Regions from separate parts of the Mus musculus genome. Here regions 2 and 3 are each linked to region 1. A link is a contact called in public HiChIP or PLAC-seq and promoter capture Hi-C data. All regions are on one chromosome and are shown on one strand. Each heading gives the region's core, a stretch centred on a gene start, on an enhancer-like site or on the middle of the called end of the contact. The rest is flanking DNA. Distances are from core to core; before and after follow the strand shown. Region 1 holds the start of Exoc4 (exocyst complex component 4). Region 2 holds the start of Akr1b8 (aldo-keto reductase family 1, member B8). Region 3 holds the start of Akr1b3 (aldo-keto reductase family 1, member B3 (aldose reductase)).

Evidence for each region. Promoter capture Hi-C pulls out the DNA fragments that hold promoters and counts their contacts. HiChIP or PLAC-seq counts read pairs in DNA pulled down with a chosen protein or histone mark.
Region 2: a contact with region 1 is called in an HNF4G HiChIP or PLAC-seq map of pancreatic cancer cells. The contact joins the promoter of Akr1b8 here to the promoter of Exoc4 in region 1. A contact is called at or near these places in 5 of 39 promoter capture datasets (the 3T3-L1 cell line, hippocampal neurons, liver and 1 more) and 2 of 115 datasets of contacts at active chromatin or transcription factors (extraembryonic endoderm stem cells and pancreatic cancer cells).
Region 3: a contact with region 1 is called in a promoter capture Hi-C map of neural stem cells. The contact joins the promoter of Akr1b3 here to the promoter of Exoc4 in region 1. A contact is called at or near these places in 6 of 39 promoter capture datasets (embryonic stem cells, hematopoietic stem and progenitor cells, hippocampal neurons and 3 more), 1 of 484 Hi-C or Micro-C datasets (CD4 T cells), 4 of 115 datasets of contacts at active chromatin or transcription factors (extraembryonic endoderm stem cells, pro-B cells, regulatory T cell precursor and 1 more) and 1 of 9 other capture datasets (adipose tissue).

The regions. Positions count from the first base shown.
Region 1 is chr6:33,246,503-33,251,613 of GRCm38.p6, reverse strand. Exoc4 (exocyst complex component 4) reads right to left here and starts at 2,486. Exons shown (of 18, transcript NM_009148.4): 1 at 2,376-2,486. The coding sequence starts at 2,461. It also overlaps the pseudogene Gm1401.
Region 2 is chr6:34,351,587-34,356,697 of GRCm38.p6, reverse strand. Akr1b8 (aldo-keto reductase family 1, member B8) reads right to left here and starts at 2,552. Exons shown (of 10, transcript NM_008012.2): 1 at 2,402-2,552; 2 at 275-442. The coding sequence starts at 2,467.
Region 3 is chr6:34,314,710-34,319,820 of GRCm38.p6, reverse strand. It overlaps Akr1b3 (aldo-keto reductase family 1, member B3 (aldose reductase)), which reads left to right and starts at 2,332. Exons shown (of 10, transcript NM_009658.3): 1 at 2,332-2,481. The coding sequence starts at 2,416.

The sequences.
Region 1 (5,111 bases), core at 1,237-3,736:
TCAGCAGCAAAAACATCGAATCTTGTGTTCGTGCATAATCACGAAGCCCAATCTTTATTAAACTTGCCTAGAATCATAAGTGTGGATATACCTCGACAGCATGGTTGTAAAAAACACAGTAAAGGGAACATGTCATGCATGTGTCCTGACACCATCTGGATTAGGAGTTAAAATTAAAGCAGTACTTCACAACAAAAGCCAAAGTAAAAGATGTCTGGGCCAAAATCATAGTGATAAAGTGAGGGTGATGCAGGCGAGCATGAGGGATGGATAACCAAAGAAAGCCAGATGTGGTGGTGGACACCCGTGCTCCAGGGCTTGGGAGATGGAAGCAAGAGTTCACGGTTACTCTTATCTACACAATGAGTCTGAAGCCAGACGGGGCTACATGTAACTTTGGTGGTTCTCAACCTGTGGTGTATGTCTTGACCCCTTTGGGGTCAAATAGCAAGTATTTACATTACAATTTATAACAGTAGCAAAATTACAGTTATGAAGTAGAAACAAAATAATTTTATGGTTGAGATCATCACAACATGGGGAAGTGTATTAAAGGTGGAACCATTGCCATAACTCAACACAAAACAATGAGGTACACTGTCCAGCAGTGGTGATGCCCCCTGGAAACGGCAAGGAATTGGTCCTTACAGGTAAATATACGACTCCACAGCAGAATCCGTCAGAAAGCTTTTAAGTTATTTTTCAGTTTTTAAGTATCACATGTTGAGGGTAAATCTAACTGCCACTTAAGGAATCTGACATATAGCCTAAAGTTTCAGAAGCACAAGGAAGAGGACGGGACATTTGTTTACAGTTGTTATTCTCCCTAACTCACTCCACTTCCATGGAAGTGACCACTCCTTCCATGAATTCTGAATCGCCATCTTTCTCCAGGCCCATACTCTCCTCAAAGGGGATAATATATCTTGTCTTTGCATACATAACTCAGGTCACTCATTCCCTCATTCAACAAATATTTCCTAAGTACTAAATAAATGCTAGGCACCATACTACATACTTATCTACTGTATAAGAGAGTGTTGACTATCTGGCAGGAAAAAAAAAAAAAAAAACAAGATCAGAAAAGGATTCCAAACACTCATATTAGAATTCCAGAGAAAATTAAGGCGCACTACTACAAAGGCTCCGGCTGAGGTTTTAATATCATGGGATAAATCTGAACTGTACATTGTTAAACTAAGAATGTGTGCCTGCAGTGTTTTCTCTTCAGGGCCTACAAAGTGTATCACTTTCACAGACAGTTCTATCCTCTCGTTTTAAAATAAAATTGATAAAAACAGGCCATTCTCTTAAACTCTGCCATAAACCAATACACGGGTCCTTTTCAGTCGATTAAATGGTAAACTTTTAAAGCCTTTCAAAGCTTGATTTACCCATTCTCTCAAGGGCTTAACCTACCAGATTCTGGTGGATCCTAGGTTTTAAAAAGATAATCAGGATCATTACAGGAGCTCTCTTAACTCAAATCAAAGTGAAGGATAAGTCGAGGAAAGTGGGAAGCAAGGGGTATTTGTTTTAGGAAAATATATGGGATGAAATGCAAATGACAACAATGGATAAGTGTGTCATAATGCATTTTATTCAGGCTGATCTAAGTCTGTTTAACATTTTAAACATTTAAAAATAAGAAGAAGAAGACTAGTAAATAGTCAACCACCCCCACTCTCACCCTAATAGTTTAGGGAAAAAGTAATGAGGAGGGCAGTTTGAAATTCTATTTTTGTATGGTTTTGAGTAAGAAACTGGAATAAGAAAGCAATAAGAAAGAAAGAAAGAAAGAAAGAAAGAAGAAAGGAAGGAAAAGGAAAGAAAAAAGCAAAACAAGAAGGAAGGATGGATGGATCACTTTAATATTCAATGCTAACAGCTCACGCAAAACCTAGGATCTGAAGCTGTGGCTATTCACAGGTAGTGGAAAGTGCCCAAAGTTGGACACTCTGCAACTCCTAACAGGAAACTTGGGCCTGATCCCCACGAGCCCAGGACACCTCCCGGCCTTCAGGAGTGTGCACAGCACCAGGGTCAACCAGAACCTGTTGTAGGAATGAATGAGTACACCTGCGCTGGGTTTCTTCCCGAACCCAAGCGGGCCAGCTTTTAGGACCGGGGACAGAAGTAAAGGCCATGCCCCGAGGAGAAGACTGGGGAGGTGGGGTGTCCTCCCCTTAACCCCGGCCCCAGAGAGTCTTAGAACACTGCCCGGCGGGGGCGGGCAATAGGCCCTGGGGAGGGGCGGGGGAGGCCAAAAGGGAGAGAAGGGCCGGCGGATGGGGCCCAGCCGATGCCTCTCCCTTCCACCGCGGAAGTCCAGCCGCTGCCCTGACCTCACCCTGCCTGCCTCCTGCCTCCCTCACCTGATCACCGAGATGAGCAGCCCCGAGGGGTCTTTGCTTTTGCTGACTGTGCTCCTGTATTTCCCACCAGCTGCTTCTGCCGCCATCTTGGTACGGGAGCGAGAGCCAGGTGCTTGACAGGACCGGGAAAGTGTAAACTCCGCGGCTGACCCGGAACATCCACCAATGGCAGAAGAGAAGCGCTTAGGCGCGGAAGTGAAAAACCCAATCCCTGGAGTTAGGAGGCGGGACTGAGACTCAGCTGGAGGCTGAGGCTCCTGTCCTCTCTAAGCATTCTGGGAAATGTAGTTCTTCTGCCGGTCCCGGGCATGCCTGGACAATAAACCAAGGGCAACTTCATCAAGCCTCCTTACTGTCTCTTTAGATCTCTTCAGACAGACCTTAAGTTGTTTTTCAGTTTACTCCATTTTATAATTTTACACGCTTTAACTTAATGTATCTGATGATAAATTGCAGATTCTTCTATTTAAACAAAGGTCCCAAAAGAATGCTTGTGTGTGCAAAAATATTAACTTCAAATACCATCTTTAAATCAACCAAATGCAAAAATGTACACGCACAGAGATTTTTCTTTGGTATTTTTCTGAGACTGAATGTTTCTATATTCGTCTTATGTACAAGTTCACTGTTGCGGTTATGCCAAGTCGCAGGCTGCAGGCTGTGAGGGGGAAAAGTACCTGTCCTAGGGGCTGTCACATATATATATATAGTTTCTCATGTTGTGGTGACTCCCAACTATAAAATTATTTCATAGCTACTTCATAACTGTACCTTTGCTATTGTTGTGACTTGTAATGTAAATATTTGATATGCAGGATATCTGATATGCAACCCCAAAGGAGTCAACCCCACAGGTTGAGAACCACAGACCAATTTCAATGGATACAGGAAAATCTTTTGTAGAAATTCAACCATACTTTTAAAATAAAAGCACTCAAAAAAAAGTCCCAAAAAGGAGGAACCACTGCAGTTCTTCGGGCGGGGGGGGGGGGGGGTTACTCTCATAGCACACCTTGTATCAGCACAGCAGCGGTGGCGGCTTCCAGAAGGGTCTGGGCGTCTGGTGGAGAGGCACAAAGTCCAAGCACTTTCCCTCCAGTCGGTGTTGTGGGGCGACTGAGACCATGGAGGAGTCGGAGGAGTCGACACCTGCTCTGCACAGAAGGAAACGGCGCTCCACACCTTTAGCTCCAGCCACACCACCTTCACAAACAACAGAGAAAAGCCCATACTTCCAGACCACAGAAATCTCACTTTGGACAGTGGTGGCTGCTATTCAAGCTGTGGAGAAGAAGATGGAATCCCGGGCTGCCTGAGTGCAGAACCTGGAGGGACGTGCAGGGTCAGCAGAGAAGAAGCTGGCTGACTTCGAGCCAGAGAGTTCAGCAACCAGCCGGAGGGCAAGTGGGCCGTGCTGGGGACCCTGCTGCAGGAGTACAGGCTGCTACCGCCACGACTGGAGAATGTAGAGAACCTGCTTCGCCACAATAACTTCTGGGTCCTTTGGTTGCCTCCCGGCAGTAAGGGGAAACCCCAAAGGTGTCCGGGTCCCTTGAGAATGATGGGGTCTGTTTCTCAGAACGAGAGTGTGAGAACCTGGAGGACTGGCAGAAGGAGCTCTACAGAAATGTTATGGAAAGCAGCTATGAGACGCTGGTCTCTCTGAAGGTTCTTGGCCAGCCAGAGGAAGAAGTGGAGTTGGGTGCAGAGATGGTGGGTGACTCAGTGGAAGAAGGTACCCACTTGGCAGATGGGGCCATGGTTAAACAGAAGATGCTGTACAAGCAGGAGGGCCCTGCAGGTCTTCCCAGCACGTTTTCCAGTGCAACTGAACAGCAGGCTTTCTTTGGCGCGGAGCAGGCTGTGTTCTGGAATAGTCCAGGAGATTTTGCCCTCTTGGAATCAGGCCCACTTGCCCTCCGGAGGAGAATTGCTCCTGCTTTGTCCTCCTTGGCTGAGCACAGAGGCTAATCTGAGGCGCAGGAGAGAGGGACCTGTGGCCCCAGCCTTTGCTATCTTGGCCTTGTTGCTGGGTCTGTTGTTTTGTTAGCCCCTGCAGGTCTCTGGTTTTCTCTTTTCTGGTGCATTGTCACACCACAGGGACTAGTGGCCAGTTCCAGGGCCCACTCTAGCATTTCACATGTCTTCCCACAGTTGTATGGGGCCATAGAGGTATGTGGTAAGTTCCAGGAAGTTATTACCCTCAATTTCTCTTCCATTTGTAGCTTCCTTGTTAATAACTAGTATAAATAATTTAAATGAACCGTTTAGCTTGTTCTAAAGACCCCCTTTTGGAGTTAGATTCTTGTTTTTTTTGTTTGTTTGTTTGTTTGTTTTTAAATATGGCTCAAAACTTGTTTTATAAATTTCAAGAGTTGTAGAAGTTGTTCCTAACTTGGGAACTCAGCCTGCCCTCCAGGAGGGAATAGGTTATGGGGCTCTTTTAGCCCACCCACACTTAACATAGGCCAGAGAGCCAAGACACGTTGCTGGCTTCCCTCATTGCTGGCTTCCCTCGGTGGGTTGCTGAGTCCACACAGGTGGGGCTAATTTCTCAGGTGGGCCAAGAGGAAACCCCTGAAGCCCTGCTGAGAGTAAAGACTGGTTTGAAGAAGCTAAGAGTTCAGTCCTGGGACTTTGGTGTCTCAACATACTTCCCCTCTCCCCGATGTGTTTCTGCAGTCCTGGGCGAGGGGTGGGGATGAAAGACTGAGCTTGACTCTATTACACCAGGCA
Region 2 (5,111 bases), core at 1,303-3,802, 1.1 Mb before region 1:
CCTTAAGGGCAACCCTAGCATCTGAGTGGCAAAAAGATCTCACTGACAGAAAGCATGAAAACAAGAGTATTCAAATCTCAAAGGAGCCATCCTTGTTATGGGAAAACTAACGTAGGAGGATTGGCCAGAGGCATCAGTTCTGGCTTGGAGCATGGATATTTACACCCAAAGATAGAGTGAGAACAAGGAAGGTTAGGAGAAGCTGGAGAGGGCTCTTGGTATGGACCAGAGTCTACCTGCTTTGAAGTTTCATCCACCAAGTGGACCATTGTACCTTGCTGACAATGAAGAGGTCCTCCCGCTGCACAGCCTTCTCTTTGATCTTCTCTTGGATGGCTTCTCCCACCTCATTCTCGTTGCAATAGGCATACGCGCAGTCGATATGGCGATACCCAGCGTCAATGGCCGCCTTCACAGCTTCTTTGACTTGGTTTGGGGGAGACTGAAAGGCAATAGAAAAGGCCATTGCAAAGGACACTCTTATACCAAAACCTTCCTCAACAGGCTCCACACAGCCCAATTTCGCCAAATCCCTGCAATGCTGGCGGGTGAGGGACTGGGGAAGAAAACAAACTTTTCAAAACAAGAAGAAAACCGTAATGTTCCCCCGTCCCGTGTTCTATCGGAGATAAAAGTCAGTTTCCATCTAATGTACCCGGTCTTAAAGGAGCTCTTGTTTCTGGGGTGACAGATGCCTGCCACTGCAAGTTGCTGAAAGCCAGACTTAACTCTGCAGTGACCCAGAGGACTTCAGCCCCAGACCGTGATAAGAATGTGAAGAATGGTTGTCTTATGGTAAATCCAGACTTGACCACACAGCAGCTGTGCTCAGGAATGAAGTACAATCGACTTTTTTTTTTAAAGCAGAAAGCCAAACTACTGGGTATGGTGGCCCGTGTATGTAGTCCCAGTATTTGAGAAACAGGAGGATTTTGAGTTTGAGGCTAGCTTGGGGCACATAGCTGTCCCCAAAATAAAACATAAATACGAAAAAGCCTTTCATCACCAAAACAACCAGCCGAACAAAAAACTACTCTTCTTTCACCAAATCTAGAAATATCTTGGTTAAGCATCAAACACAGAAAAGCTCCAGAGAGATAGCCTGCTTCCCTGGGATCAGAAGTGACCCCTAGCGGTTCAGAAGTACCTGGGCCTTCCAATAGAATCTTGCCTGCCAGCATTCCTTCAGATAAGAGCAGACTCTCCCTCTATGATACCACCTCCTTATCTTGACAACAACTCCCTTGTCAAGCGCTCGGTCTAATCTTTGGATTTCTGTGGGTTACTTCTGGTCAGAGTGCTTGACAGCTTGGTAGAAAGTGAAATGTCTAATTTGGAGCAAATTCGAGGTTTTAAACCCAGTGCTGAATCAAAGAGAGGCCCCACCTCTGTCCCATGATCAGAAGAAAAAGACAGTGCAAAGATCGAGAGACAGAGGCTAAGCGAGAGACAGAGGCTAAGCCACCAGGACAAGAGACTCGGACTCCAAAAACAACTCCTCCTGGAGGTGGCTCACACCTGTGATAACCTCTAGAAGCTGAGGCCGGAGGATTGCAAGTTCAAGGCCAACCCAAGCTATAGAATAAGTTCTAGGGCAGCCTAAACTGAAGTGTAACTCCCAGTCGCCAGAAATCAAATAGAGACAGCTCCTGGAAACTAGCTGACCACTGTCCTGTTATCACGAAAGGAAATAAACCCAAGGACAAAGTTAGGAGATGGAACAATGTCAGACTTGTCTCAACAGAAGTGGGAAGGGCCTTGGAGCATTCTTCCAGGAGAGCACACTGCCAGGCAGGATCTGAGCTCAGGCTCTGTCATCTTCCTGCTTAGTTTGATGTGCTCAGAAAATGGTGTAGTGTCTTGGTAAGGTGCAGGTGCCAGTAGCCTGTGCTAGGGTCTGAGACTCCACCTTTCCCCCAGGCTTCCAGGCCACAAGCTGCAGAGTCTTTCCCCCACCAAACAGAGCTAGGTCATTTGGAGCTTTTGGTGTCCTGCCACTGAATAACTCAGCCCTGGCTGTCCTGGAACTCACTCTGTAGACCAGGCTGGCCTCTGGCCTCAAATTCAGAAATTCGCCAGCCTCTACCTCCCAACTTCTGGGATTAAAGGCATGCACCACCACTGCCCTGCTTCAAACCAGCCAAAACTTATAAAACTTTAAGTGTCTCATGAGTTCAGAAGAAAGCTTGTTAAGAGGGTAACTGGCAAGTTCGGGAAAACTTGAAACCTGACACTTCACAGGGATATCTCTGCTGGAAAAAGTCTGTCAGAGCTTTGAGGTCTGAAACAGCACAAAAGGCAAAACCAACTTGTGTTCTGTCTCTAGGGTTCCAAACTCCCAGTAGATGTCATAAAAAGAAGAGGAAATGCCAAGACCAGGTGCCCAAGACTGCGCACTCACCTTCCAGGTGCCCAGGCCCACAATGGGCATCTTGGCTTTGGTACTGAGTTCCACGAACGTGGCCATGGTTGCTGCCAAAATCTTGCTGAGAGCAGATGTCTGTGTCCTTGTTAATGAGACAGATGGAGGCTTTAACGTCCTGGATGAAGAGGCCGGCTCTTACTGCAAGCGCCACGCCCAGACCCCTCCCGCCCCCGCCCCCCCTCCCGCAATGAACCGGAAGTTCATCCCAGTCTTTTGTAAGCTTTTAAGAGTGTGAGTAAAGATTAGTCATAAACCAGAGGGAAATCTCCCTGATGCAGAATATAAATTACTTTGTAGAGCTACTTAGAGGTGTATGAGCCTTAGGCGCATGGGGTGAAAGATCCTTCGAGCTATATTGCTAGCTATGTTTGGGTTTCCACAGTGTGTGGAGAATATGTATGGGTTTCCACAGTGTGTGGAGAACGGTGGAGCCTGTAGGTATTCCATGAGGTTGAGGCAAGTAAAAGTTTTCAGAGGCAAAATGGGAGGCTGCATAAATTATTTTGAGCTAACTGTTGCTGATCACAAAAGATCAATGACAGGGGCGCTTGCAGAGGAGGGGGGAGGGGAGAGAGGGGAGGGAACGGGAGAGGAGAGAGTGTTTTCTGACCCTCTTTTTGTTTGTTTGTTTGTTTAAGTTTTACTCATCTAATTGATGGAAGATTGTGAAAAGCAAATTTCCCCTGTTAACCACTAAGACCTTTCTTTGATAATATTCTTTCTCTCTCCCTCTCCCTCTCTCTCTCTCTATCCCCCCTCTCTCTGAATTTGAAATTTGACAAGTTGTCTAACTGTATAATTATAGTGAGCTTTTACATTTTTTTTGCTTACATTTAAAAACCAGACTTTTGTGATTATATTCTGTTTCACTAAGGACAGCATGAAAAAGAAAGATGCGAGCATAAACATCCTTTTCTGTCACTCGGATGCCATTGCCCGGTGCAGTTTCCTGGGCTCTTCTCAGCCTGTGTCAGCTTCTATGCACCGCACCACATTTTCCAAAGCTGACACCACAAGGCTAGCTTTTCTACACGTTTATAGTGAGTCATTTCAAAATTGCCTTTATGTTAAACATTTTAACGTTGCATTCTATTTTATGGTAATTTATTCTACCATTTCCACTATTCTTAGGTCTCTTGCTGATTTCCAGCTGGTTTCTATTGTGTATAAATAATATTTCAAGAAATATCATTGCAGTGAAGCATTGGGCCTCATTCCCTGGGGATAGATCTTTAGAAGTAGGAATATAGACTCAAATGAAGTTTATTTCAGTTTATCACACAAGGTATAGGTCAAAATTGATTTTTTTTCAAAATGGCAATTTTCAGTCATTTATAGAATAATACATTCTCACCTCCATGTTTATAGTTTTTCAAGAATCATATGTAAATGTTCTTGACTTTTACTTTATTGATATTATAAAACTAATGCATGTCCTCTAGAAAGAAAAACCAGAAAAATCAGAGTAAACAAAAGATTTTACGGGAGTTATAAGAGAATAAAAATTATCATTTTCCAATATTGAAATACTTATCAGCAATAACCTTGGGGTGTAACTGGAATACCTCACTGATTCAAGAAGTCCCAGATCATAGGAGCTCTGGTCTCCAAGGTGAGCCTAGGGCAGAAATAGCAAGCTCAGGATGGAAGCCCTGACCCACAGATGCCCAGGGACAGTGGCAGGTAGCCAGGTGTATGCCTAAGCCACCTTCAGTGTGTCTCCAGAACAGCACAGAGAGAGGAACTGAAATGTCTGGGGAAACTGACTGAAGGGGTTCACAGGCTGATTAGAAATATTTACAGTCAGCACTGTTAAAGTTGCAGTGTGCGTACAACTTAATGTTCTCAGGAGAGACTGAGCCACGATGTAGGCTCTACAGCTAAGGACATTGGTAATACGGGCAGTTTAGGAATGCTGACTGTAACTGAGGACCCAATAAATTAGTTCGGGGGGTGACAAACTTCAGGGAGATGTCACAACCAAGCAGAACTCATACCATGACATTTTTCATGCCCTCCTACCCCATTGAAATCCCATTGACACTTGGAAAGAGAAGACGCTAAATATAGGAGATTTTAGTCCATAAAGGGAAGTAAAACGGAAGCACAAGCGTCAACACCAAACTGGGTTGAAGAAGCTACGTTTATTTATTCTAAAAATGCAGCAAGCTCTCTCATATCGGCTCTCATGTTTGAGGGAATGTTGTAAGTCAAAAGCCAGAGTTCCTTGGGCTATCTATAACTCTCTTTACAGTCTACTTGTTTATCTGACCTAGTATCCAGACTTCTAGATAAAACTCTGGGTAGCTTGATTCACTTCTAGCAAGCAAAGGTCGGCCTCAGAATGGACAGAGCAGCATCTGACTCCCCCAGAAGGAGCCTGTGAGGTGCTGTGTCCCACATGCCTGGTGCTTCTCCGAGGATAACTGATAGTGTTGTAAGACCCCCAATGCTGGGCCTCCGCTCAAGTCCCGGGATGAGCTGGCCAACACCCCAACATCTCGAGAGAAAACCACACCTGATACAAACTGCAAGAGGTTTTATTATCCGCTAGCTGAGGATGAAGTCCCTCCACCGTGCAGGGCAGGGAAGTTCGACCCCAAGCAGTGACAGCAGGGGGCTTTTAACAGCTAGCTGAGGAGTTGGGAGGAGAGTTGGGAGGAGTTGGGAGGAGAGTTCTTCTCTT
Region 3 (5,111 bases), core at 1,083-3,582, 1.1 Mb before region 1:
TTTCTTCCTTTCTCAAAAGTAGTATGTCTTCTCCTCTTACTCCTTATTAAACTTGTCATCAAACATTTACATTGTATGTAAACTGCTGTTTACACACTTTGTGTCTATTTTTGTTTTAGCATCATTTCAAATACACTCTTTATTTATTTATTTATTTTTAAAACAGGGTTTCTCTGTATAATAGCCCTGGGTGTCCTGGAAATAACTCTCTCTCTCTCTCTCTCTCTCTCTCTCTCTCTCTCTCTCTCTCTCTCAGGCTGGTCTCAAACTCACAGAGATCTGCCTACCTCTGACTCCTGAGTGCTAGGATCATCTTCTTCTTCTTCTTCTTCTTCTTCTTCTTCTTCTTCTTCTTCTTCTTCTTCCTCTTCTTCTTCTTCTTCTTTTTAGATTTATTTATATGTAAGTACACTGTAGCTGTCTTTAGACATCTCAGAAGAGGGTATCAGATCTCATTACGGACAATTGTAAGCCACCACGTGGTTGCTGGGATTTTGAACTCAGGACCTTTGGAAGAGCAGGCAGTGCTCTTAACCGCTGAGCTATCTCTCCAGCCTACTTTATTCTTCTTTAAAGAAGGATATGATACATGCCCAATAAATTTTATAAAGATTATGGAGGCAACAACAGGAGTTACCAGGAGACTATTGTAACAGTGTCTCATCTTTAGTGCCATGATTGATAGGAGAATTCCACAGGTGTGCCTTTCTACATTTGACTGGCCCAGGCAAAATACTGTGTTTTAGAGGGTCAAACATACTTAGTTTATTTTGCAATAACAAAGCTTTTGCTACGTAGTGCATTTCCCTAGCTGGTGATGACTCCTCTGTGATGCCACCTGTCAGTAAAGACGCACACTTCGGTGGTGGTGGTAAGGCCTCTTTTATCTTTTGAGAAAGGATCTCGTTTAGCAACCAGGTTGACTACAACATCTCGGTCCTTTCCCCTTTATTTTCTTAATGTCAAGTAAAGAGATGTGAGCTGCCACACAGAGCAAGAGCATCACTTCACAAGACATCAATCAGCTCTTTGTGTTTGGACCCAGGAGGTTCAAAAGGCAGAGAAGTCTCTATGCCAAGAGGGATTTCACAGAGGACAAGTGGTGGGCGTCAGGTCACCTGTTATCTTACACAAACCAAATCCCCAGAACTAGACTCAAATTCAAATACTATTAATTAGAGAAAAAGTACACCAGAATTTCCACATGCCACCAGTTGTGGGGATTGGTTTTGTTAATAAAACTCAAGTGGAAAATATCTGTTCTTTATAAATTTTCCCTGGGGTGGGAGTGGAGAAGTGCCACTTTTTAAGAGGGCACCGACTGGAAAATCACCAGAATGGGATTTAGAGAGGTGGGGTTCCTGACTCATTACCTTGCAGATGCAGTTGTCCCTGTTGCGTAATCAGGGGGCAACTGGAGCATGACCCAGCAGAAGGAGACTGGAATGAAACAGACCATCACTCAGAGGGGTGTTGGACGAGTGCCAAAATTGCCGTCATAGTTCTTGGGGCAACTCAGATTATTTTAGGAAAAGTCTTTTGTTTTTCTACCTAATACAACTGATTTATTTCGTACCCCCTAACATGGAATCATTGCTGTATGAGAATGGACTTTTCCTACTATGGGATTGTTCACTTTTTTGTTCTCTGACTTTTCACTTTTCCTCCAGAGTTTAGCCAACTTATTATACTGGAACCTTCCGCTTAAGAGTCTTACTTTCCAAAATCACTTATGTGTGATCCAGAGATGAAACTTATGGGAGATCATAGCTTAACGGTTATGGATTTTTGCATCAAGTCTTGTTGAACCAGACTAAACATGTTCAGACACCGGTAGTGGTAGAAAGGTACTACAAACGGGTATTTCGTAGTTCTCTGCAAAACCGGTTGCAATCATTTTAATAGCGGGGATGGGAGTGCTTAAGTACACCTGAAATTTAACTTTTAATCTAAGGGGGGGGGGGAACGCTCTTAAATACACCTGACGCCTATCTGCTCCATCAGATTCAAAGCAAGATGTGTAAGATTCCAGAAGAGTGTCATTCTGAGATTAGAAAAGACACAGACGTCTTCTTCTGGGCTCGAAAACGAAACCAAAACTTCTCCCCAGTCTCCTTATCTCTAGTCTGCTGGTTATTTTCAGAGCTTTCCGTCTGGTGCTACAACAGCGGGCAAACACTGCCACGTGGGGCGCAAGCAGAGCAGCTGGAGAATTCCGTGCCGCTAGGACCTAGGGAAAGAAGCATCCTCGCCGACCCCTTCAGAACCGCGGCATCGACCAATCAGAAGGATCCGTCTCTCAGCCGTGCAACCAATGGCAGGCGTTCTTTCTACAGGCCGTTGGGGCTATTTAAAGGTGCGCGCCCGAGCCAGCGCTGCACATTTGCCGGTCCGGGTTTGTAACGTGCAGCGATCATGGCCAGCCATCTGGAACTCAACAACGGCACCAAGATGCCCACCCTGGGCCTGGGCACCTGGAAGGTAGGCATGCATCAGGGTGCGACCCGCCGCCCGCTGGGTGACCCTGAGCGGCCTGCGCGGAGCGGGGCTCGCGTGGCGGGGCCTGTGAGCGTATCTGGCTGCGGCCCGGCGTGTGGGGCTTCGGGCGAGCAGCGCTCGAGTCCGCGTGGGCGCCCCAGGTGGAGACACACCCACGGTGACCCGGGTGAGAGGGATTGAAGCAGAGCCCTAGATTTGTCATCTGGCACCTGTGGCGCCCCAGCCTCACGAGTGAATTGACCTCACTTGGCGCAGATGTTGCCCTCTCGGGAATGAGCCACTTGGGCCAATGGGCCTGAGATAATTAAATTAGCAGGCGAGAGCTTGCCAGGAACCAGCTTGTTTCTCTGTCCTCTAAGTCTCTGAGTGCAGTTCTTAATGGGTGCGGAACTCCTGGAGAATTAATCTGACTTCCGCGTTGCTGGGTGCCACCCACTAATAAGAAGACTTCAGGCGAGATATCCCCAAAACCTCAACACAACACAGCAGAGTTGAGAAGAGGGCCAGATACATCATAGTGAAATACAAAAAGAAAGAACCGATATTTAAAAACCAAAAATTATAACTGATTTGATTATTTGGCAACTAAGGAACCAATTTTTGGTGTTATTGCTGAAGCAGAAAAACCTAGCTCTTAAGCTACTTGCAGGGTAGTTGTATTATATATTATAGACCGATGCTGTGACCTCGATCTTTAAGAACCTTGAGTATGGTGGACCTGGGCACTTAGACACAGTGAAGGTAAGAGAAAATCAGGTAGGGTTGAATTTAAATGGTTTGAAACCAGACAGAGTCTGTTTCTACCCAAACTACAGTTAAAACAACGGGTAATGCAAATGGAGAATAAGAAACAGGTCATAGACTTGTCTTTCTCAGAACGTGTATCTAAGCCAGTAGATTAGCAAGTGCGGCTTTTGTTTCCTTACAGAGGGTCCTTGGTGACTGCAAAGGTATGATTGAATTACAACCGTGATACCAGGTTGAATTCGGTGTGGTGGAATGATAAGAAAGACGGTTTCCCTGCCATAGCAAACACAGCTACTGGACACAGCACACACAGGCACATGTAACTACAGTAGTTTTATAATACATGACCCAAATTATGGGTAGGATGATGATACTTTAATTCTGTCCCATTTCTCCAAAAACCAAGCTCATCGCTTTAGAAAAATCGTCTCATGGGCCAGCATTTTGAGATCAGTTCTGAGATAAATAAGGAGTAAGCATTCATAAGCCAGTGGCTAGAGCGCATGTGACAGCCTCAGAGAGCTGGGTGTTTGTTTAAAATAACATACATTTGTATGTATAGATCGTTTTGGTTTCTTCTCAGACATTTCTGTTACTTCCCACTGTGCCTGGATCTCAGAATGGATCCAAAAGTCATGTTGAGTTAGGTGGAGGTGAAGAAAATGTCCGCCTGTGTCTCGGGGCCCGGGGAGGTTGGGGTAGAGAGTGTGGAGGGACAAAGGGTAGCAATGGACATGAGGACAGTCCAGACTTCCAGATTTCCCTTCCTTGCATATGTGATGACACAGTATAGTATAGTCACTGTGATGGTCACAGAGGGTGTGTGGATGCGGTTTCTTGTTCTCATGGAACCACATCTGTGTCTATGTGGTACCCCACAAATCACAACAGGACTCTGACAGTCTGTATGATCCACTCTTCGCTTGAGGGAGTCCGTTTCTCCTGGAAGGTGAGGATTTCAGGCAGTTAGGAGGCACTTTTCCTTGCATCGAGTTTCTTCCTGGCTAGCTTGCCTGCCCTCGGGATCCTAAATGCACGCTAAATATACAGTAAGTATTGTATTAAAATACTGTTTTAAGTGTTGTATGGTCAGGAGGCCTTTGAGGCAGAGCTGACCGGATAGAGATCAGGTCCTTTTACTGATAGTGTTTTGACCTGGTTGAAAATCTTCAGAGGACCTGGCCATTGCCTCTTCTACACATAGGCTCGGACTGTTGCTAGGGATGGAGGGAGGGACAGCTGTGTTCTCGGACTTTTTCCAGTTAACGCCCTCTGTGCCTCAAGACCATGAGTCTTTTGAGGTGAAATTTTTTTTTGGCCTAATTGTACCCCAATCAGATTTTGATATCTCAGATAAAACTATCTATGTGCACGTGCCCTATATCCCTTTCACAGGGTCACATGGCATTCTTAAGCTGTGACAGGTTTTCATTGTTTGCTTTTTCAAGTCCAATTTTTGCATCTCTTCTTAGAAGAAAACTGCACAAGGGTCTTCCTGCCTCTTCCTGAGTTAAAGCAAGCATCACGGGCAGTCCTCTATCCTGTGGTCTGGGAGAAGTGCGGTGGTCATTGAAGTAGGAGTTTGGTTTCCTGGTTGCCTGCCTGACCAGGCTACACTGGTCAACCTTTCCATCCTTAAGATCAAAGATCATCAAATCTTGCCTCTGCAGGGCCAGCCCTGAATCTACATCTCTATGGAGTGGAGATGTCTTAAAATTAGGACAGCTTTATTGCTTGATTACAGTAGAACAAGTTTTATTAGTGTTGCTGCTAAACTAGGATATGGGCTTTCAGTGTCCTAAGGCTGGGGAAGGGGTCATTCTTGAGGGTTCAGTCTTCCTCTCTTGGAATTACTGTTTAAATTC